Linked DNA regions of Gossypium hirsutum: region 2 is linked to region 1. A link is a contact called in public Hi-C data. All regions are on one chromosome and are shown on one strand. Each heading gives the region's core, a stretch centred on a gene start, on an enhancer-like site or on the middle of the called end of the contact. The rest is flanking DNA. Distances are from core to core; before and after follow the strand shown. Region 1 holds the start of LOC107950159 (triosephosphate isomerase, cytosolic). Region 2 holds the start of LOC107949941 (probable protein phosphatase 2C 23).

Evidence for each region. Hi-C and Micro-C count contacts between places; a contact is called where the count stands out from the background.
Region 2: a contact with region 1 is called in a Hi-C map of leaf, with 2.4 times the contacts expected there. The contact joins the promoter of LOC107949941 here to the promoter of LOC107950159 in region 1. A contact is called at or near these places in 3 of 34 Hi-C or Micro-C datasets (all in leaf).

Annotation. Positions count from the first base shown.
Region 1 is chrD03:46,997,239-47,001,836 of Gossypium_hirsutum_v2.1, reverse strand. LOC107950159 (triosephosphate isomerase, cytosolic) reads right to left here and starts at 2,918. Exons shown (of 9, transcript XM_016884940.2): 1 at 2,377-2,918; 2 at 2,037-2,112; 3 at 1,796-1,919; 4 at 1,582-1,666; 5 at 1,293-1,425; 6 at 997-1,091; 7 at 690-768; 8 at 288-370; 9 at 1-183. The coding sequence starts at 2,415. The coding sequence ends at 136. It also overlaps the pseudogene LOC107950158.
Region 2 is chrD03:47,127,377-47,131,588 of Gossypium_hirsutum_v2.1, reverse strand. LOC107949941 (probable protein phosphatase 2C 23) reads right to left here and starts at 2,936. Exons shown (of 4, transcript XM_016884697.2): 1 at 1,023-2,936; 2 at 821-934; 3 at 1-260. The coding sequence starts at 2,720.

The DNA of each region.
Region 1 (4,598 bases), core at 1,669-4,168:
TCCTTGCTTCATACCAACAAAAAACAGAGTCAAATTTGGCTTATTACACACTCAAAACCCTGATATCCTCCTCTTCTATGGAAACACCACAAACTATAAAACTAAAGTTTCCTACAAGGTTGTTTATGTTCAACTTCAATTCTTTTTCACAGTGGCCGACTTGATGATATCCACGAACTCAGGCTGATTGAGAAAAAGTCAAGTTAAGAATAGTTGTGCACAATCTGAAGAAAAGGCATCAAATAAATGAATACCAGTGGCAGAAGCAAAGACAGACAGTTACTAACCTTCAGAGAAGCTCCACCAACCAAAAAGCCATCCACATCTGGCTGTCCAGCCAATTCCTCGCAGTTTGCTCCATTTACAGAACCTACATTTAATTTGCATTGGATGCAAAATCAGATTCAATCCGGTTTAGCCAAAAAAAAAAAAAAGGTTTAACCCGAGAATTGAAAGGTCATGGAGAACCAAGCAAAGGTTTCTAACTTTTTTAGAATGATACTATGAAATAGCAAAATCCAACAGGAATGGTGAAATACTATTTAGAAGATAGGATCGATGCAAGTAGGGTTATTTTTATTTTATTTTATTTTATAGTTATAACACATTTACATGCTAACACAGGCTATGCTATATTTCCTTAAAACCACCTGAATAAGATCAATAGTTTAGGCAATAAAGATAAATACCTCCATATATAATTCTAACTGATGCAGCAATGTCAGCACCAACATTTTGATTAAGCCATTTCCTCAATTCACAATGGACCTGGAAAAAACAATCACATGTTTCTATGAAAAATAAAAGAGTGTATGGTTTCTCTATAGGAACAAATTAAAAAGCAATGGTTTAGATGCAAAGAAAAGTAGGATAGATTGTGCTAAACCGTTATATAACAGCGCTTGGCATTTATGGAAGGACCAAACTATTAAAACAAGTGAAAAGCAAAAGTGAAGGACCCTTTTAAATGATATATGCATAAAAACTCAAACTTACTTCCTGAGCCTGAGCAGGAGTTGCAACTTTCCCAGTACCAATGGCCCACACAGGTTCATAAGCCAAAACAACATTATCCCAATTTGTTACTTTATCTGCAAACGAGCAATAGAGGTTTAAAAAGATATATCTAGAAAGAAGAAATAAAAGAAGTCTAATGCAACGTATATAGTTAAATAAATACCTATAGAGACCACAATCATAAACTTCAACCAGGCAAGCTATTAGACTACGGCTATAACATATATCTGAAAAACAAATAATTGCTTTGATCTTTATATTCTAAAAGCAAGTACCAGCAATTGCTTTGGTCTGTGCAGCAACGACAGCCATGGTAGAGCCTGATTCTCGCTGTTCAAGAGTCTCTCCAATGCAAGCAATCACTTTCAAGCCTTGAGAAAGCGCATACGCTACTTTATCTCCAACAAACTGCAAAGACAAGCATTTAAAGTTCACAAAGGGGAATGAAATATAGCAAAGAGTAAAAAAAAAAAAAACTATCTGATTCTTTGGGTGACTGAAAACCAAGACTGGAAATCCGTTAAGTAGATTACAAAATAACAGGAACCTAATCGTATTACTTACCTCATTGGACTCATTCAAGAGAGCCCTTCTCTCCGAGTGACCAATAATAACCCAAGGAATGCCTAGATTAACAAGCATCTCCGCACTGCTTGAAGAGAACATGAAGTTAACTGCTGATACGATGCAAAAATCTAGAAAGCCTTCTAAACAACAATATTACATATAGCCTGCCATAGAAATGATCTATAAAGCGGATAACAGACAAAATGCATACCTAACTTCTCCGGTAAAAGCACCACCCTTGCGAACCCAGCAGTTCTGAGCGGCAACATGAAAATCGGACCGCAACAGACTTTTGACAAGGGTAAGGAACACAAATGGAGGGCTCACAACAACCTCTGCCACAACATAAATCTTAACTTTATAAACATTCGAAGTTAATTTAAAAGTTTCAATAGTTATCAAAATTGAAGTAAATTTTAGACCCAAAAAGAGGAAAAAAAAAGAACACTAACCCACAACATCATGAGAAGGAACTTCAGCTTCATTCAATGTTGTAACAATCTTCTTAACCTCCTCAGTTGTCCCATTCTGCAACAAACCCACTTCCCTTTATTTACATATGCAGTAATGAAAATAGAACTACGGATCAGATCTCAAAAACCTAAGGGAGCTATTTAAATTACCAATCAACTAAGCTTTGGTACAAAGATCAAATGAGTCGCGACAACGTTTTTCAATATCGAATATTAATGCAAAACATGGATTCAGTGGATGTTAAAGAGAGTATGAGATCAAATTTTGAATTAAAAAGAAAAAAAAGAAATTTATTGAGAAACAGAAGAAGAAACATACACATTTCCAGTTGCCGCCGACAAAGAATTTCCGAGCCATGAAGTTTTGTGTTTGGGGGTTGATTTTTTTTTTGGGATTATTTGCGATGAAAACGAGGATTAATTAACTGCTCTTGGGCTACTCGCAACGTTTACCCTTTTTGCAGTTTAGTCGTTACCATTTAATTAACCTATTTCGGCCCAAATTAACTAAACCCGGTTTGCTAACCTTAAACCTAAGTTATTTCATATTTCTCCATTTTTCTCAGGTAGAATTTAGGGGTGTTCATTCGGTTAACTGACCGGTTAACCGACCCAAAATAACATTAACCGAATTAACTGACCTTTCAAAATTTTTAACCGTTAACCGAACCGAAATTTTTTCAAAAAAATTAACCGAACTAAAATTTTTTCGGTTAATTCGGTCGGTTAACCGAATTAATCGAAAATTATATATTTTTTATTTTTGGTTAAAAATTAACCGAATTAACCGGATTATCCGAATTAACTGAATTAACCGAATTAAATCACTACATAATTAAATTATTTTTAGACTTTTAGACTTTAGATTTAGTTTTAGAATTTTATTTTTATTTATTAAATTATTTGTAATTTTTATGATTGAATTGAGTTGAATACTTGAGTTTGGATTAAGTTTAGGTGAATAGTGGGCCTATTTATATATTATAATTTTATTTATTAATTTTTTCGGTTAAATCGAAAAAATTCGATTAACCAACCGGTTTCTAACCGAATTAACCGTTAACCGAAAAATTAAAAAATAATTAACCTACCCTCCGCCGAAATTTGCACACCCCTGGTAGAACCCTTAAACCTCCCAGGAACACCATGATCCGAATCGCCAAAAACCCCAAACCTCTAAGAATTGTGACTCACCAACTCCTCCAACGTTGCACCGTCAGTGGAACCGCCAAAGGCAAATCCAAGCTCAAAGCTGGCCAACCTTTAAAACGCTCCAAAATCTCCACTAAAAAAGGTAAAGGCGGCGCTCCTCTCGACGATTCCCTCCCCAAAGGCGGCTGAATCCCTGACGAGAAGCAAAAACTCTACGAACAATGCCTCAATGCACCCACGCCGGCCCGTCACCTCTCACCGAAAGAGCGAGCCCGCGAAGCCGAACGGGAAAAATTGGGATTAATAAGCAAGGAGCGGCAACGGGAAATGGAGATTTTGAAGAAGGGAGGAAGAAAAGCAATGGGAGTCCCTGACGAGCCTATGGTTATGGGAACTCCGGGGCTGGATTTGGTTACATTGGGCCTTGTCGATGCTGATAAGATACCCAAATATGAGCTGACGGTGGAGGATGGCCAAAGATTGGCCAAGGAGTATAGTCGGGTTTTGATGAGGAAGCATAGGGCAAGGCAGGCTGCTGAGACTAATTTGTTGAGAATGAAAAACGAGGCAATTGAAGCGTTGCCGGGGAAACTTAGGGAGGCGGCTATGATACCAGATTTGACCCCATTTCCGGCAAATCGATTGATGGCGTCTTTGAATCCACCTATTGAAGGGTATATTGAGAAGGTTAAGGAAGCGGCTAAGAAAAGTTCCACCAAGCAGAAGCTTAGGTGAAGGAGAGGTGGAAGGTATTTGAACCTTTTTCTTAATTGGGTTATTGATAAATGGTGTAATGCTGTTTTTTTCTTATTAAAAATTCAACTTGAAGTGAATGTATATTGAACTCTTCTTTTCTTTTGGGGGGTAGGGAATTAGAACTTAAAATCCAAATATGAGTGAGTGAGTGAGTGAGTGAGTGAGTGAGTGAGTTTTGATGGTTTGATTATATCAGTTATGCAACACTTTTAATCTTACTCAAACTCATAACGTGCTTTTTTGGTGGCACTATCATTCACTAATCTCTGGACTTGAAATTGATTCATTGAAGGTAGAACTATAGGATAGAATTCATATGCCTTTCACGACGACTACATAGTTTTGTTTAAAACATAGGTTTCGACTGTGTTGGATACTCAATTACAACAATATTTGTGATCAAGTTTTGTTATAAATAAATTGTTTATTGCTGTGGCTGAGTTCCAATTGGTCACGTTTGCCATTTGGTATGTTTAAGTTTTTGTTGTATTGGCATCTTCTTGTTCAATCTGACTTCCAATTTGTGATATATTCTAATGTCACATACATATAAAATTAAATCAATTGGTTGTATTCTTAATTTATTTTTTCAAAAATTTTAGAGGTATTTCCAATAATTACAACACACCTAAC
Region 2 (4,212 bases), core at 1,687-4,186, 130 kb before region 1:
TTCTTGGCTGCACGGAACAGCACTTCCTCAACAAGATGCTGAGCAGGATCACCTTCGGGTTGCAGGGTGATGAAATGTTCGACCTCAGAGACGGCTTCCTCGTTCGTTAAGTATTGATAGAGGCCGTCAGAAGATAGTATCAAAAATCTGTCTTTGGGACCTAATTTGTGGTGGTGGAGAGATGGAACACAAGTGATATATGGAGAAGTTCCCTTGTAATCAATTCTAAACATCTCTAGCAATGCATCATTCCATTTAGGCTGCCACAAGTTGAAACCGAGAACGACCGTCATCAGAAATGGAAAGAAATCGGAAAAAAAATTCAAATTCTAAGTTCCTATATGGTCCACATTGCAGAAAGGGAAAGAAACAATCCTGAGGCACATCGATTTTTTTTTTCAGGAAAAGGGAAAAGAAAACATCTATTTCTATGTAACCTATTCAATCTACTTGCAGAATATCATCTGGTTCTTCTTTTTGGAAAAGCCATATTCTTTTGGACTGACAGCTTTAACTTGACCAATTTGTAAACAATAGTTCTTAGTACCACATCCTCTCTTTTTTATTTACTGATGTGTACCATTTTATAACCATGATTATAACTATAATATACTAATGTTCCACATGTGATTGCTGTTCTCTAAAATGATGCTCCAAAGAATCAACTTTAAACTAGGCCATTTCTGGACAATATTCCTTAAAAAAAGGCAAACCTTTATGCCCAAAAGTTTACCAAACGTGTTCATTTTCTCAAAACACAAAGGAACCGAAATCCAATCTGATGTAGTTTGATCATAAAAGTTAGACAACAGAGAGTTACCTGCTTGAGGAAACCAGCCCCGAAAGCTCGAGTGACCTTCAAAGAACCTTTAACTCGGTCGTTCATCAATGCATACGCATCGTCCGGATGTTCATCAATTATTCTTTGAACTTCCTGAGATAAATCAAAATCCATCATTAATGATAAAGAGAGGGGAAAAAAAGGGTATCTAAATCATTTGTTTTTGTGCTGAAATTTTTACCTCTTCAACACTGGTGCTATGATCCACACTAAGCTGAAATGCAGTTAAATCAGGGATTACATTAGATCTATCGCCATCAAAACCTTCAAGATCATGCAATGTTTCTTCATTGATCCTCTCCAAATCTTGTCTAGCTTTGCCTAACCAATAATCAGGCTCAGTTTTTTGAGCCAAAACTGCCCTACTATCCCCAACATTCATCACATAAACATCCTCACCTTTCATCAACATAACAAGCACACAAGACCCCATCAAAGCCAGCTCTGGGTTCTCCATCAGCATCTTATCTGCTATATCCAAATAAGCCTCCTCTGTTTTCATCAAAGCCTGAGACAAAGCTTTCAATACGTCCCCGTGGTTTATCACCATCGGTCTTGATCCGCCCGACTTGTTTCGACTAAGCTGTTCCTTTAACTTCCTATCAAGTTCTAATCTTTCCCTGTCCCATTCACACTTCCACCTCCTTTGATTCTCTTCCCACCTATTCATCGCTGCGCCTTTGTACTTTTTTGACTTCAAGTTCTTTCCTTTCTTTGATTTCGAGATTGAATTCGAATCAAAATTGGCATCTTCTTGCTCTAAACATCGGGAACAAGCATCATATGAACAACCCTTAGCTGATTCTAGTTCATTGCTCTGTTTTTCATCTTCAGGGGAAGTTGCAGGGGCTTGTTCGAACCCATCATCCCACAATAAACCCTTGAGTTCTTTATGAACATTGGAGTAAAGATTTGATAACAAATAATCAGGAGCATCAGGGCCGTTGAATCCATCATAAATCCCAACGAAAACCCATTCATGTTCCTCCGAAACAACGACGTGTACCCGATCCTCGCCGGCTTTCCCCTGTGCCCATTGAAGATTTTGACTTTCCATTGACTCCTCGTCGTCTAAGCTACCTTCGCTGCTCAGATTCAAGCTGCTGACGGTTAAATTCTCGTTGTGATGGGGAATCGGGTTCTTTTCGGACCCGATTATCCATTCGGGTTCTTTAATTGAAACGACACCCTTAATCGGAGCAACGATAGAGTTTTGGCCGCGAGAAACGGTTTTCGAGATTGCTCTTTGGAGGATCCGAATTAAAGACCCTTTTCTCGATCTGGGTTTAAAAGCAAAAGCGCCATGGGAAAAGCTTCTTTGAAACTGATCGGAGAAGCCTTTTTCGAGTGGACCCGAAAATAACCCACGACTGTAATTGTTATTAACATTATCGAGGGGACCCGACATGAACCCTCTCTCGATCGGACCCGACATAAACCCTCTTTCCAAGGGACCCGAACCTGGAACGAGGCTACCGGACATCGGACCGGAAGAATTTATCAAGCTCTTAGGGATCGGCTGCAGCGGGATCGAGGAAAACGATGTGGTGCTCTCGAAAGCAGCCGCCCTGTCGAAGCAGCCGTTGCTGTAGCTGACGTACGGGTCCACCAGCGCCGTCGAGAGCGGCGTGTACGTGTTGGCGCTGACGGAGGAGCCGGAGATCGTACGGAAAGTCGTGGTGGATTCCTCGGAATGGACCTTGGACGAAGAGAGTCGGGTCGGGTCGGGTCTGACGTAGCAAAAGGAGTGGCCAAGGCCTTCGTCGAGGGGATCCGATAGTAACATGGAGATTTCCTTCCGACCTCGAGCTTCTTCCCCTCCGCCATATCCGCCGCCGCCGGTGAAACACACGCTTAACTTGCCGAAACCGTTACCCATAACCCCCCAAAAGAATTAAAAATAAAAATTCGATATATTTGTGTTCCCTTTTTCTCTCTTTTATTTTGCTCTTAAACTTTCAGGGGGAAAAGAGAAAGAAGATAAGAAGAGGAAGGTGAAGAAGAAAGGCGTTGACTTTTGGTAAGGGAAAGAGAGAAGCTTTTCAAATTGAAGGAAAAAAATACACTTTCTTTTGGGTTCCATTTTATTAGTGTTTTTATGCTTTTATTGTTTATTTTAACTTTATTAATGTTTTGGGTGAAGTGAGTGGTGGGGGCGTTGACTAAGAAGGGGTTTATATTTTTAGTTGAGTTTCACAAATTTTGAAATATATATGCTCAAAATATGCTGTTAGTCCCTGTACTTTGACATGATTTAACTTTTACGCCTTGTACTTACAAGTTAAAATTTTAACTCTCTTTTCTGATTTAAAAATTACAATCCACTCATTAACATTGTTTGTATTTCGTCAAATTTTGCATTTAATTGACAAATTTTAACAAAACTTACAAGCAACCATAATTATTGGGCTATAATTTTTAAATTGAAAAAACAAGAGAATTGATTTTTTAACTTTTAAAGTACAATTACAAAATTTCAATTTTTGGATAAGTACAGGGACTAATAGCATGTTTTAACCCTTTAATATAAAATAAAATTTTTTAATGCTTTTGCTTTCTATACTATTCTCACATTTAGAATTTAGTTCTACTTTTAATTTTAAAGTTTTAATCTTCTCAAAAAAATTTCATTAAATTGGATTTGTGATGTTTTTAAAAGAAAACTGCCCATCTGACTATTTTAAGTTGTGTGAAAACCATATATATATATATAATTTGACATTAATCTATTTTTTAACACACTACTTAAAAATCTTACAATCCCAATCCAAAATTAGAAACCTTTCGATCCCAAATCCAATATTTGGCATTCTATTTGTGTAATATTAGTTATGAGTTTCAAACGTAATAAATGAAACTATATAATTCAGGGGAAAAATTAACAAATACTCGTCGTAAATGGTAAAGGATAAGCTCGATCAACATAATAAAGGCTCTAGCCTCAGCATAAATAGAACACCATAACACATTAACAATTGGTAATTTTGTCACAACTCAAGTACGACATATTTACAGTAATTGCAAGCAGTTAATACGATAAAGAAATTAGTCCTAAATAGTCCAAAGTCGTGAGCAAAAATTGACAAAAGAGTCAACTATTTACCAAACTAGAGAGGACGACAATAAAATTATCCATAAAATCACTTGTAAAACTAATGTTACATGCATAAGTAAGGCTAAAGAACTTGCTACAAGAGCAAACAAAAACTTCTAAAACTAAAAACTTATTAAACAATAGAAAAACAAACAAAAATATATATAAAACTTAAAACAACACAAGTTCAAATCAACTCGTGAAATCATTTGTTATCCTTAAATATTCTCAAAACATAAACAAATTGAGAAGCTGACGAAAAGGCACCCACTTTCCA